Regions from separate parts of the Mus musculus genome. Here region 1 is linked to region 2. A link is a contact called in public ChIA-PET data. All regions are on one chromosome and are shown on one strand. Each heading gives the region's core, a stretch centred on a gene start, on an enhancer-like site or on the middle of the called end of the contact. The rest is flanking DNA. Distances are from core to core; before and after follow the strand shown. Region 1 holds the start of Cd48 (CD48 antigen). Region 2 holds the start of F11r (F11 receptor).

What was found. ChIA-PET counts read pairs in DNA pulled down with a chosen protein or histone mark.
Region 1: an RNA polymerase II ChIA-PET map of effector CD8 T cells shows a contact between it and region 2, with 11 read pairs. The contact joins the promoter of Cd48 here to the promoter of F11r in region 2. A contact is called at or near these places in 2 of 39 promoter capture datasets (hippocampal neurons and pre-B cells) and 1 of 115 datasets of contacts at active chromatin or transcription factors (effector CD8 T cells).

Annotation. Positions count from the first base shown.
Region 1 is chr1:171,679,735-171,685,922 of GRCm38.p6, forward strand. It overlaps Cd48 (CD48 antigen), which reads left to right and starts at 2,258. Exons shown (of 4, transcript NM_007649.5): 1 at 2,258-2,432. The coding sequence starts at 2,360.
Region 2 is chr1:171,435,824-171,442,816 of GRCm38.p6, forward strand. It overlaps F11r (F11 receptor), which reads left to right and starts at 1,738. Exons shown (of 10, transcript NM_172647.2): 1 at 1,738-1,878. The coding sequence starts at 1,818. It overlaps Gm26641 (predicted gene, 26641), which reads right to left and starts at 1,499. Exons shown (of 2, transcript NR_151523.1): 1 at 1,419-1,499.

The DNA.
Region 1 (6,188 bases), core at 1,008-3,507, 240 kb after region 2:
CGTCCAAGGTCCCCAGGCTTCCTAACATTGGCACATGAATGCGCCCACACGAAATACCTCTCTGCGCGGAGGTGAGCGAGGTGGTGAGAAGCCGGGCGGCCACAGCGCTGCAGGTACAAGCGCCGCAACTGGACATCTCCGCGGGGTCTAGGCCAGGGCTTCGCACCCTGAGGATGGAGGGGGCTCAGCGAGCCCATCGTGCCGTGTGAGGAGGGTTCCGCTGACTGGCTCTGCTCCCTTCCGCCGGTTCTATGCTGGCGCAGCGTTTTCCCCACCAGGCAGCCAGCAAGGCCACTCCTTCTAATAGTGCCAAGCCTTATAGGCCAAAAATTCTCACACCCGAGTCTGTGTGGGTCATTTGTATTCAAGCCACCACAGCCACATAATCATTTTAATTAAAAATCTTTTCACAATGCCAGGATGGAGCTTGTACTGCTTCCTTGAGAGCTGAGCTTTCTATGAAGTGATGTGAACGAGAGTTCAAGGAAGCCAGAAGAAAGAGATGCAGGGGAGGTGACTCTGAATCTCTAGAGGGGGCAAACCGCGAGGGTATCTAGTTGAGGAGTAGCGAAGAGGACAAAGGCACTCCAGGCAGAGAGCAAAGCAAGGAGGCAAGAGAGAAAAAAAATGATTGCAGCCCAGGCAGGACTCAGTTAGAACTCTGTCCAGACTTCTAGTCTTGGATTCCTCGTGGACGGTAGAATATGTACACATGATGGACCTGGCATGTGCTGATGGAACGAGTGGGCCAAATGACAACAAATGCCAAGTAACCTATTAGTTCATTAGCCTCCTACTTCATTGTCTACCTCCATTGGGATCTCTTGCAAACCATACATAGGAGAAAGGGGACGATTTCAAACCTTCATTAGCTATGCTCTTCCATTCTGCCTTAGATTCTTAGGCTAGCCAAAAAACGACAGATCTTCTCAGGGAACTTGAGAATCAACTCTAGGGTGTGAGACACATTGGATCAGAGACCATCTCTGCCTTTGCCTTTCTGCCTCTGCCTCAAGTGCTGGCATGAAAGGGGTGCACCACCACCACGCCCATGTTGAGAACTGTATTTTTTTTTTAGGTTTATTTATTTTTATGTGTATGGCTGTTTTGTATGCATGTACATATGTATGTCATGTGCATTCCTACTCTCCGTGAGAAGAGGTAAGAAGAGGGTGGCAGATCCCCTGGAACTACAGTTACACATGGTTCTGAGCCTCCATATAGATACTGGGAATCAATCAAACCTGGGTGACCTCCAAGAACAAGTGTTGTTAACTACCAAGACACGTCTACAGCCTGAGCACCGTGCTGTATGTTTGGAAGTGCTGCAGCTGGTTCTCCACACCTGCTCTTTGCGTATTTTTGCAACCCTGTCCTCTTTCTCCTGCTTCTAGGAAGACTCTGCTAAGATGGGTGGGGAGTTGGTTTTTGAGATACTATGGGGCTGGACCACGCCTATTTCCGCATCCTGCTGGTCCTCTCATTTTGCCCTACCTCCTCTTCTCAGTTCCTTTTTAATGTGTAATCTAAAACTGTCTCTGCCTAAATCCACCATAAAACCTTGCTCATTTGCTCCTGCCGTATCTTCTCTTCTAGTTCAAAGCTTTGCTGTCTGCCATGCTGGGCAGAGAAAACAGCAGGCACAGTGCAGAAAGGCATAAGAAAAGGGCCGGAGGCTGGCCAGACCTGATTTCTAGAAGATTCTGGTGAGACTCATAATCTTAACATCTTTCTGCATGTGGAGAATAAATGGGAAAGTTCACCATAACTGACACATGACTTAGGCAAACCTGACTCTGAGTTTCAATAAGGTACAAGAATTGATACCTGCTGTAGCTATCTCATAGACCTCTCGTGTGATCAGGAGCATAAGACATGATTCCCAATGTCAGGTAGTGAGTTGACTTGGTGTCTCCTCCTGTAGAAGCAGGCTGCATGCGGAACAGGGCAGAGGGCCATGTGAACGGACAGATGGGCGTTGCTGGAGGTGGCTGGAGATAGTCAACTCCCCTCTGCGACGCTGGTGGTCTCTGCCCAGTCACAGCCTCTCCTTACTCCCCACAGGCAACAGCAGATTCGGCCTCAGTGCTCAAAGTGCACTGCTGAAAAATCCATTCTTTTAAGCCAAGCTATTTTTCTTGTTGATCTCTAGTGGGTAGGAGAATTTGAAATCTCATTCCATGTGGTGTGATGGTAGTGGTCTGCTTTCCTGTTGTGTATGGTAATTCGTGAAATAGAGAAAAAACAGAAAAACCTCATACGACTTCCGGTTTTGGGTTTTGCTTCCTGATTGAAGGGCAGGCGCCCTGACTTCTCTTACAGTTGTCTCCAGTGTTCTGGGGAAGCTTCTCTAAGTATTATGTGCTTCATAAAACAGGGATGGTGTCTGGTCCTGGAACTGCTACTGCTGCCCTTGGGAACTGGATTTCAAGGTAGCTTCCTCCAAGTGTCCGGCTGTGCACTGAAGGCATGGCCAGCTGGGAAAGGGGAGGTGGGATGTAGCTCAACCCTGGAAATGAGCATGCTCCTGGGCTGGGTGCTACCATGCTCGCAGCGGGACTGGGGGGAAGGCTGGGACGTGTTCCTCAGCTCTGGAAAACGAGGCCCCATCTCTTTTCCCAGGAGGACAAGAGAAACGGGACCTGGGGAGGTGGGGAAGTAGGACCCTTGTACTACATATACCTCATGCCTGGTGCTCTGTGAAGGAATTTTTAGTAAGAGGAAGCTCTCTGCTAAAAGGAGCTCCGTTTTTTTTTAATATATTTTTTATTACGTATTTTCCTCAAATACATTTCCAATGCTATCCCAAAAGTCCCCCATACCCTCCCCCCCACTTCCCTACCCACCCATTCCCATTTTTTTGGCCCTGGTGTTCCCCTGTACTGGGGCATATAAAGTTTGCAAGTCCAATGGGCCTCTCTTTCCAGTGATGGCCGACTAGGCCATCTTTTGATACATATGCAGCTAGAGTCAAGAGCTCAGGGGTACTGGTTAGTTCATAATGTTGTTCCACCTATAGGGTTGCAGATGCCTTTAGCTCCTTGGGTACTTTCTCTAGCTCCTCCATTGGGGGTCCTATGATCCATCCAATAGCTGACTGTGAGTATCCACTTCTGTGTTTGCTAGGCCCCGGCATAGACTCACAAGAGACAGCTCTATCTGGGTCCTTTCAGCAAAATCTTGCTAGTGTGTGCAATGGTGTCAGCATTTGGAAGCTGATTATGGGATGGATCCCGGGATATGGCAGTCTCTAGATGGTCCATCCTTTCGTCACAGCTCCAAACATTGTCTCTGTAACTCCTTCCATGGGTGTTTTGTTCCCAATTCTAAGAAGGGGCAAAGTGTCCACACTTTGTTCTTCGTTCTTCTTGAGTTTCATGTGTTTAGCAAATTGTATCTTATATCTTGGGTATCCTAAGTTTCTGGGCTAATATCCACTTATCAGTGAGTACATATTGTGTGAGTTCCTTTGTGATTGAGTTACCTCACTCAGGATGATGCCCTCCAGGTCCATCCATTTGGCTAGGAATTTCATAAATTCATTCTTTTTAATAGCTGAGTAGTACTCCATTGTGTAAATGTGCCACATTTTCTGTATCCATTCCTCTGTTGAGGGACATCTGGGTTCTTTCTAGCTTCTGGCTATTATAAATAAGGCTTCTATGAACACATGCCCTTCTTACCAGTTGGAACATCTTCTGGATATATGCCCAGGAGAGGTATTGCTGGATTCTCTGGTAGTACTATGTCCAATTTTCTGAGGAATCACCAGACTGATTTCCAGAGTGGTTGTACAAGCTTGCAATCCCACCAACAATGGAGGAGTGTTCCTCTTTCTCCACATCCTCGCCAGCATCTGTAGTCACCTGAATTTTTGATCTTAGCCATTCTGACTGGTGTGAGGTGGAATTTCAGGGTTGTTTTGATTTGCATTTCCCTGATGATTAAGGATGTTGAACATTTTTTCAGGTGCATCTCAGCCATTCGGTATTCCTCAGGTGAGAATTCTTTGTTTGGCTCTGAGCCCCATTTTTTTAATGGGGTTATTTGATTTTCTGGAGTCCATTTTCTTGAGTTCTTTATATATATTGGATATTAGTCCCCTATCTGATTTAGGATAGGTAAAGATCCTTTCCCAATCTGTTGGTGGTCTTTTTGTCTTATTGATGGTGTCTTTTGCCTTGCAGAAGCTTTGCAACTTTCTGAGGTCCCACTTATCGATTCTTGATCTTATAGCACAAGCCATTGCTGTTCTATTCAGGAATTTTCCCCCTGTACCCATATCTTCGAGGCTTTTCCCTACTTTCTCCTCTATAAGTTTCAGTGTCTCTGGTTTTATGTGAAGTTCCTTAATCCACTTAGATTTGACCTTAGTACAAGGAGATAGGAATGGATCAATTCACATTCTTTTACATGATAACCGCCAGTTGTGCCAGCACCATTTGTTGAAAATGCTGTCTTTTTTCCATGGTTTTAGCTCCCTTGTCAAAGATCAAGTGACCATAGGTGTGTGGGTTCATCTCAGGGTCTATAAATGGTTTTTAATAAACTTTATTAATCCTAATACAACTCTGTCAGCCCCGTAATACTTCAGAGCCCTATGGACTTAATCAGCTCTAGTGCAATACGGGGGTTGGGGGGGGAGGGAATTACCCCTAGTCTAACTATCTGTATGTTAGACTGTCAACTTCCACAGCTATGCTCTCCAGATACTTGCTGTTGTGTCATCCCAGGTTATTTCTTCTCCAACAGCCTGTCCCCAGAGTCCATTTCGCTCTGACATGTGTTCCTGCTCCATCATATCTAATGGAAACCTCCTGTTCCCTCCTCCTCCTTCTTCCTTATAGAAGGGGCCACTGAAAATGGCATTATACTGGGTATGAGAAGAACTGTGTTTTATCTGGACTCCATGCTGTAGGGTGTTTTTTTGTTTTGTTTGAAACAGGGTTTCTCTGTGTAGTCCTGCTGTCCTGGATTCTCTTTGTAGGCCAGGGTGGCCTCGAACTCAGAGATCGAACTGCCTCTGCCTACTGAGTGCTGGGATTAAAGAGATGTGCCAGCATGCTCAGCCTGTAGGGCTTTTTCATGACTTAGTTTCCTCCACTCAAAAATGGCCATGATGTCTTACTTTCCCTGTCTCCGAGGAACTTCTAGTCAGATTCAATGAAATTTCAAATGTCAAGAAGCTCTGGGGACACACGAAGCATGAGGCAGATGCGAGTGGGGGATACTCATACATGAACTTTCAGGCCCCAACCTCTTACCTCCACCCCAGATCTGAATTTCTGTTCTTCTTCTTCTTCTTTTTTTTCAAGCATCTACTCTAGACTTTCCAGATGCACGCATTCAAACTTTGACTCATCAGGGTTTTTTCGTTCTGACTTTTTATTTCTGTCTAACGAGTGCCCCCAGAGCCAGTGCTGAAAATAATAGCTACAGCTAATCTCACTCATGATCAGAGGTGGTTGTCGATAGGTACTGTTCATTCACGGTTCCTCTGCTACTTGCAGAGAGATCACGGTGGAGCCCAGAGTCACCTGCAGGCATTTTGAACCGCATGGCCAGTGTCTGGACTGTAATGTATCTGGCAGTCAGTTAAGATGGACCAGCCACTACTGCCTGTTAGTTCTCACCTAGCTTTGCAAGTTGAACTTCAGCATTCTGTTTACTGAAGCAGCCACGAATGCTCATCCTTCTTCCAGAGGAGGGGACATTATTGTTACTGTTCTTTTGAGACAGGGTCTTCTGTAACCCAGCTGACCTCACATTTGCTGTGTAACCAAGAACAACCTTGAACTCCTGGTCTTACTGCCTCTGCTCCCCAACTGCTGGGATCACTGACTTGGATCACCTCAAGGGAAAGGGAGCAGAAACCCCAGTAGATAATACTGAAGGGAGGGGTAAAATTTCCCATAGCCAAGCATGGTGGTGCACACCATTAATCCCCCCACTCAGGTGGCTCTTTGGGAGTTCAAGGCCAGGTTGGTCCACATGACAAGTTCCACACTAGCTAGATAATAGGAAGGTTCTGTCTTCAACAAACAAAAAACAAAATAAAAACAAAAGCCCATGTCCCATAGTTTCTCTCCTACCCAACTTTTCTGTTCTTTCATTGTTGTCTGCCCCAATTAATAGCACATCCATTTGTTCAGTTTCTCAAGCCAGAATTCTAGTATCCCCAGTTCCCT
Region 2 (6,993 bases), core at 488-2,987:
AAAATGCAACACAGCTTCCTTGGGGATGTGGTTCAGACCCCCAACTTGGCCACCTCCTGACCGCTCAGAAAATAAGGCTTCTGTTTTGACGTTTCTGTCTCTGAAGTGAGCCTTCTCAGCTTCCATCCAGAACCCAACAGGTATAGTGAGTGGGTCATACTGTAATCTTGGTATTCAGGGAGGCTGAGACGTCCTAAGTTCAAGGATATTTGGGGCCATATGTGAGTTGCAGAGCAGCCTGGGCTAAAGCAAGATCAGGCCAAACAAATGCCAAAACTGTGTATAAGTCTCAGTTTAGGACTTCAACTTTCTTTGAGGGTGAATAACAAGTTTGCCCTTGGCAGATACCCAAATATTTGTTTCAGTTTAGTAGTACAAAGTTTCTTTCTTGGTTACACACTGTCCTGTTTATTTTAACTGCCAACCTTGAAGTCAGAAATGTTGTTTTAATTTATTTATACTTTCCAGTCTCATCCAGGAGATGCTTGGTAAACTTGCTGATTGTTGTTGCTGTTGGTGGTGGTTTTTTGAGACAGGGTCTCACACTGCATCTCTGGCTGTCCTGGAACTCACAATGTAGATCAGGCTGGTCTTGAACTCACAAAGATCTACCTGCTTCTGCCTCCCCAGTGCCGGGATTAAAAGCATGGGCTACCAAGCCCAGTGTAGCATGCACTCTTAACTGCTAAGTCATCTCTCCAGCCTGTTTTATTTTTGAAATGGGGTCTCTTGTAGCTTAGGCTATTCTCTGATTTGCTACCTTGTCAAGGATAGCCTTAAACTCCTAATCCTGCTGTCCCTGTCTTTTACAGTCCTGGGATTACAAGCATAAACACTAGGTTGGGTTTTTTCCCCCTTTCTATCCTTCTCCTCCTCCCCTCCCACCCCCTTCCCTTCCTCTGAGAAAGGGTCTCATGAATCCCAGGCTGGTCTACGGCTTATTAGATACCTAAGGCTGAGCCCCCAATCTTTCTGTACTTACATACCTCTTGGCATAGCCATTTTTATAGGAAGATCCACAGTTTGAGGCCAGCCTCAGCGACATAGCTAGCCCTGGTCTAGAAAACAAAAGCTAATCCAAATGTAAGGCCCAGCAAAGGAGCTGCTGACATAGATCCTATGTGTATGTATAAAAGACATATTCCCAGTCCTCCCAAGAAGTATGGGTCAGCTTTTATTATCTGGATGCTTCCTGTATCCGTCTATGTAGGTTTCTTTTTGAGAGCAACCCAGTTTGGGATAGTCAAGATGTCTCTCTTGTCTCAACCCTCTCCCTACACCTTCCTATATTAATTTGTGTTTTTCACTTACCAAGGGGGAGGGGACCAAAGATTCTGCACCATCAAGCAATTGAAAAGTAATGGAAGAGAAATCAACCAAGCACATTCCTGCATCTCACAGGCAGTGACCTTACTCACCTTCTCTTTAGAGATGACTATCGAGGGCCTGGCAGTCCGAAAGGCTCTATCTGCATGCCTTGCTGCCCAATTGGGATGCCCTTACCTGCCGAAGAGGAGGCCTTGGTTTCTTTAAGCGACAGTCTCCTGGGCCAACCAGAGGTCTCTAGAGGTGAAAGCCACCAATCGGACTCAAGAAGGAGGAAAGTTCGGGGTTGCACCTGCGTACGGTGAGTCACTCATCGGAGCTCCCTCTCTTTTCACCAATCGGAACGCGGGGAAGCCGGGCGCCGCCCACCGGGCGTGGAGAGAAAGGCGGGCCGGGCTTAACCTGGCTGCTAGAGTCCAGCCCAGGGCAGTGGATCGCGAGGCTGTTCCCATTGGAGTTGCTGTGCCCGTCGCGTCGGGATTGTAACTGTAATGGGCACCGAGGGGAAAGCCGGGAGGAAACTGTTGTTTCTCTTCACGTCTATGATCCTGGGTGAGTTCCTAGAGTTTTTGGAGGATTAGGTGGGTCCGGGGAGAGGCTGGAAGAGGACGATCCCCACGCGCCGACGGGAAGGGAGGAGTCCAGAAACCTGCCTGCCTGCCTCGCCCTGGGAGTCCACTTTTCCGCCCGGGTCTGGTCACTCTCCGTTCCCCTCCCCCACCGGGAGACTGGCTGGCTCCCTTCGCCCAAGCCGGTGATCTGTGACCCTACCTCCCACTCGGTGCCGGGAGTACCCTCTCTGCGGAAGCACCAAAAATAACCCGGGAGGGTCCATGGTTCTGGGTCTCCCCTAACGACCCGAGGACCCTCCCCAAACCCAACTATTTCGCTAGCCGTTCTTCTCCATAGTATACGTCTGGGAAGGTCTATCCTGCCCTTCCGACATTCTCGGAGATCTCAGAGAAACCTTGAGCCTCTCACCCGGACTCCCTTGGCTCAAGTGCCCTAGAAGGAAATGTAATGAGGAGGGGGGTGGGCTGGGTAGGGAAGATTTCTTTTCCTGGCTTTTGTAGAAGGGTTTCTTCCTCTTGTTAAGTAGTAGACCTTCTGGGATTAATGCCGAGGTTCGGCGTCTGAAGAAGAAATGAATTCTCTAAAATTTCTCAGATTCAGAATTCCTTTCTTGACTAGGTAGCAAAGAGTCGTTAATTAAGGTTGTTGACGGAGTAAGGATTCCCTGGGGCAAGAGTAGGTCTATTGGTTGGCTGGATCTCCTTAGAGCCAGAACTCTGCCCTCCCCCTTGCCCGGAATGAGAGTTTTTTTGTTTCTTTGTCGACTCCTTTTCCTGAGAAACAGCCAGGCTCGCATGCTGGGGCATGACTATCTCGAGGTGTGTTTGTATGAGGTTGAGTGTGAGGTAGGTTGGTTTGTTCCCTTGGTCAGTGTGTGTCAGCACCTGTATATTTATCTGTCTCCTTTCCCTGCCGCCACCACCCTTCGGAGCCGAGGACCAAACCCAGGGACTTGGGTGTGCTATGTCTGGTTCCTGAGTGTCACACACTCCTGTTGTTGGAATGTGTTCCGTATGAATCTGTTTCCCTTCACGGTTAGTATTTTAGAGAGGATAAAGGAAATAAACCATTACAGTCAGTATCGCTGTCTTCTAAAGGCAGTTCGTTTTGGTAACCTTTTTGGAGAACAATCATAAGACTAAGTCCCCAAGATGGAGAGATGGGTCCCTTGTTTCTCATTACAACTGTAAAGCTTTGGAGTGGCCTAGACAATAGGTGAGTCTACTTCTCTACATTGTACAGATAAGGAAATTAATCTGTGGAGAGGAAATGACCTTCCCAGTTTTACAAGAGGGTAAGAAGCTGGGGATGGAACCAGAGCCCTCTGACTCCCATTCCTGGAGATCCAGCGTCTCAGGCATGAGGCATAAGAAGGATCTAAACTACTCTTTCAGAATCAGCTCTCTTGTTATTAATGAAATCCCTTCCACTAGAGTCTCTCACTTCACCTTTGAATTCTACTACTGTTTCTCCGTCCCCTCCTCCTTTCTTTGCCCGGCCATCACTTGTTTCATTTCTGTTCATATCTTAGATTGCTAGCCACACCCACATTCCTGTTTTGTGTACTGTTTCCTCTGGATCAAGGACCGTAGTTGTTAGACTTACGTAAAGCCCTGGAGCGACTTCCTTCCAACCCCTTTCCTCCTTCCTTTTCTCTTCCCCTAATTTCCTACGTTAATTCTAGCACTCACCACCAAAGAGAAGGATGGTGACAAGATCATTTTGAGCAGGCAGCGGTGGTTCCAAGGAAGCCTGAGTGAGGTGGGGCATTTATTTGCTTGGCAGGGCAGGGGGCCCTAGGGAAATAACACGTAGGGGGTGGCAGTGGGTGAGAATACACTTCATGGTGTAACTTTGAAATCAAGGTAGACCTGGGGGAAGGGAGTGATTTGGTTAGTGCAAATGAGGATGGAAATGTCAGCCGGGCCACCTCATCAGGAGTTCTTCTTTCTTTTGTCTGTCCTGTGCCCCTAGGCTAGGAGCTCAGTCTTTTCTGCTATAAAACAGAAGTAATACTACAAGTCCTCCGCACGCCATGAGGATCAATGGAGTTAATAGCTACGTTACATATACATGAAGGGATTACTGTCGCACAGCTATTACCCCTTTGGATTTTGTGAGGGTGTAAGAATGCTGTCCTTACAAGACTAGGTCAAAGGACGCAGGAACAGTTCCCAATGGCTTTATTTTATGATTACTGAGTTTTAAGGTGAGGGCTCTTGTGGGGGCATCCGGTGTGAAGGAAGCACAAACAGCTTGCCCCAGTGTCCTTGGCTTCTGAGTTACTCCTCACCGTGGGCTCTGCCGTCAGGGAGGAAAAGAAAGAGCGGGATAGCTAAGTATTGAGCCCAGCCTGCTAAGTGGATGACTGCTCCAGCCTGAGCTACTCAGTGGGCAGGCTACACAGACAGGCTGGGAGAGCTGAGCCTGGAGAGTTGGGACTGGTGACCCACAATGCTGTGTTTCATTCCCTCGAGAACCTGAACTTGGAAAGGGTTCAGCTACATGCAGGGGCCAGTGGCTGGGTCAACTTTTATTGTATCCAGAAGGGAGGGAAGTAAGCCAGGCGTGGAACGCTGACATTTTCTCTGTCCCCTCTTACCTTACACACACACACACACATACACACACACACACACACACACACACACACACACACACACACACACACACACACACACACGAAAACCCATTGGAGTACTGGAGCAGAGTCCCTCCCCCTCAAACTGTGGATTGGTAAGTCCTGCTGCTGTTTCCTCCTGAGGAAATGATCATTCTCTTGAAGCTAGATGCTAGTGGGTGGCCACCCCTAGGAGGAGAAAATGCTGGGCAGGACTCCAGCAGGCTAGACTTGGCTCAGGAAGGCTTTCAGCGGTGATATTTCTTTGTGACCTGGGCTTGTCAAGGACCCCAGCCTTGTTCTCCTTTGGGCAGAGCTGCCGTGGTTCCAAAAATTGCTTATTCCAAACACGTTGGTTGACTGGGTTTGAGGCTCAGGATCTATCAAAGGGTGGAGTAGCTCACTCCCACTCAGTTCTTGCCCCTACAGCTTTATCTGGCTGAGTTTCTTATGTATATTTTTCTATTGTTTTGTTATGCAGATGTACAATGAGACTTACATTGTGCGATAGATTATTAGATTACAGCTTGATTGTTAATATAGCCTGGAGATTTTTCTTGTCCTCCTCTTCTTCCTTCTCCTCCTCCTCTTCCTCTTCCTCCTTCTTGTTTTTGTTGTTGTTCTTTTGAGTCTCTGTGTAGCTTTAGCTGGCCTGAAATGTGCTGGGTGGACCAGGCTAGTAGCCTCGAACTCATAGAACTCGGACTGTGGGTGGTCGTCCCTCCCACCCCCAGACAGGGTTTCTCTGTGTAGCCCTGGCTGTCCTGGAACTCACTCTGTAGACCAGGCTGGTCTCGAATTCAGATATCCGCCTGCCTCTGCCTCCCAAGTGCTGGGATTAAAGGCGTGTGCCACCATGCCTGGCTGTAGTTTTTATTCTTACACTCTGGTATTATAGGGAGTATGGCCTTGGCTGCTTGGATCTGCCACCGTCTACACACAGCTGGAGATTCACAGGGGAGGGTGCCAACATGCCCTCTCCCAAACCCGCAAAGGTAGATTGAAGTGCTACACACATTTTATGTGGTAAATTAGGAAGTAATGGGGCTTGATTTTCACATCTGTTGGATTTGAGACTAGGGAATTTCAGGACTCACAGGCTCAGGTGTCCAAAAGCAAAGGTTAAGTGAGAGAGAAGTTTCTCAGGGTTGGGCGGAGGCTGTGGGTAGCAGGATGAGCAAATGCATATTGGGGTTTTCCAGGCATTGAAACCCTGGAATTCATCTGCCTGGGACTCCCTGATAAGCAGAGTTTCTGTCCAAAGTCCAGCTTGTGTCATTTGTTTTAGGGTGTGGGGGTGGGACTAGAGGAAGCAGCTGGCTGGCAGGAAGTTTGATGCCAGGTCTCTTGAGTGAGTGATGTCCTGGCCGGTGTGACTTTCCTTTGCAGTGGGGGGGATGGGGGAGGGGTCTGAACTGGTAAAACTGGAAAGTCTGCAAAAGGCAGGAGGGAGCCATGGAGTCAAAGCCACCCCTCACCTCCACTGTCATGACCAATCTCTGCCATCGTCAGAGGGTTGAGCCTGCTCTGTGGTGGGACTCACAGTCTTCCTGTTGCCCAGGCATTCTGTATCCAGTCACTCCAACCTCCAGAAAGCTTTTGTTTGTTATATTGAGAGCATCTTCTGAAGTTCATATGCCTAGATGTGCGGTATTGTGGTGTTCATAGAGAACCAGAGACTGGCTGGCTGGCTGGCTGGCTGGCTGGCTTCTCTCTTTTTCAACTTCCTTAATTTTTTAAAAAACGAAACTAGTGGCATAAAAGTACCTGGAGAACTATTCTAATAGTTAACAGGATGTTGGATAAAGAGGGAAAAAAAAGGGTTTCCTATTATAACAGTAGAAGGAAGTAGTTGGTCTGCCTGGGCTGGATCCTCATGTCAAAATCATTGTTGGTGGGGGGTGGGGGGCACTGTTTGGTGTCTGAAGTCTCCAGCCTCCATGAAGTGTCCAGCTTCATGAAGGTTCAGAGACAATCCACAGCTAGAGCAGGGTGGGGGATTGAAGCCAAAAGCTACAAGTGGGATCCTCAACTGCTTGATATACCGCTGGGCTGTCAAGGAAGCGCAGAACGCTTTGGGGCTTTGGGAGCGAAAGGCAGGCAGTGACTTTTGTGCTGGGTGTGGTAGCATGGGGCTGAAACTCAGCGTGCTGAAGCTGAGACAGGACTTCTAATTTCTTTCATGGTGCCATTGTATCCAGTGCGTTCCCGTCACGCTCACATTCCCTCCCCGCCTTTATCCCATTCCCTCCCGGCAGATTTCCAGGTTTCCTTCCTGATTCCACAGCTTTCCTTTGTTTTTTTTTGTTTGTTTGTTTGGGGTTTTTTGTTTTTTTTTGTTTTTTTTTAAAGAGGACTAAATTTTTTTTTCTGCTTGTTTTTTGTTTTGTTTTTTGTTTTCTGAGACAGGGTCTCTCTGTGTAACATCCTTGGCTGTCCTGGTACTCGCTTTGTTGTAGACCAGGCTAGCTTTG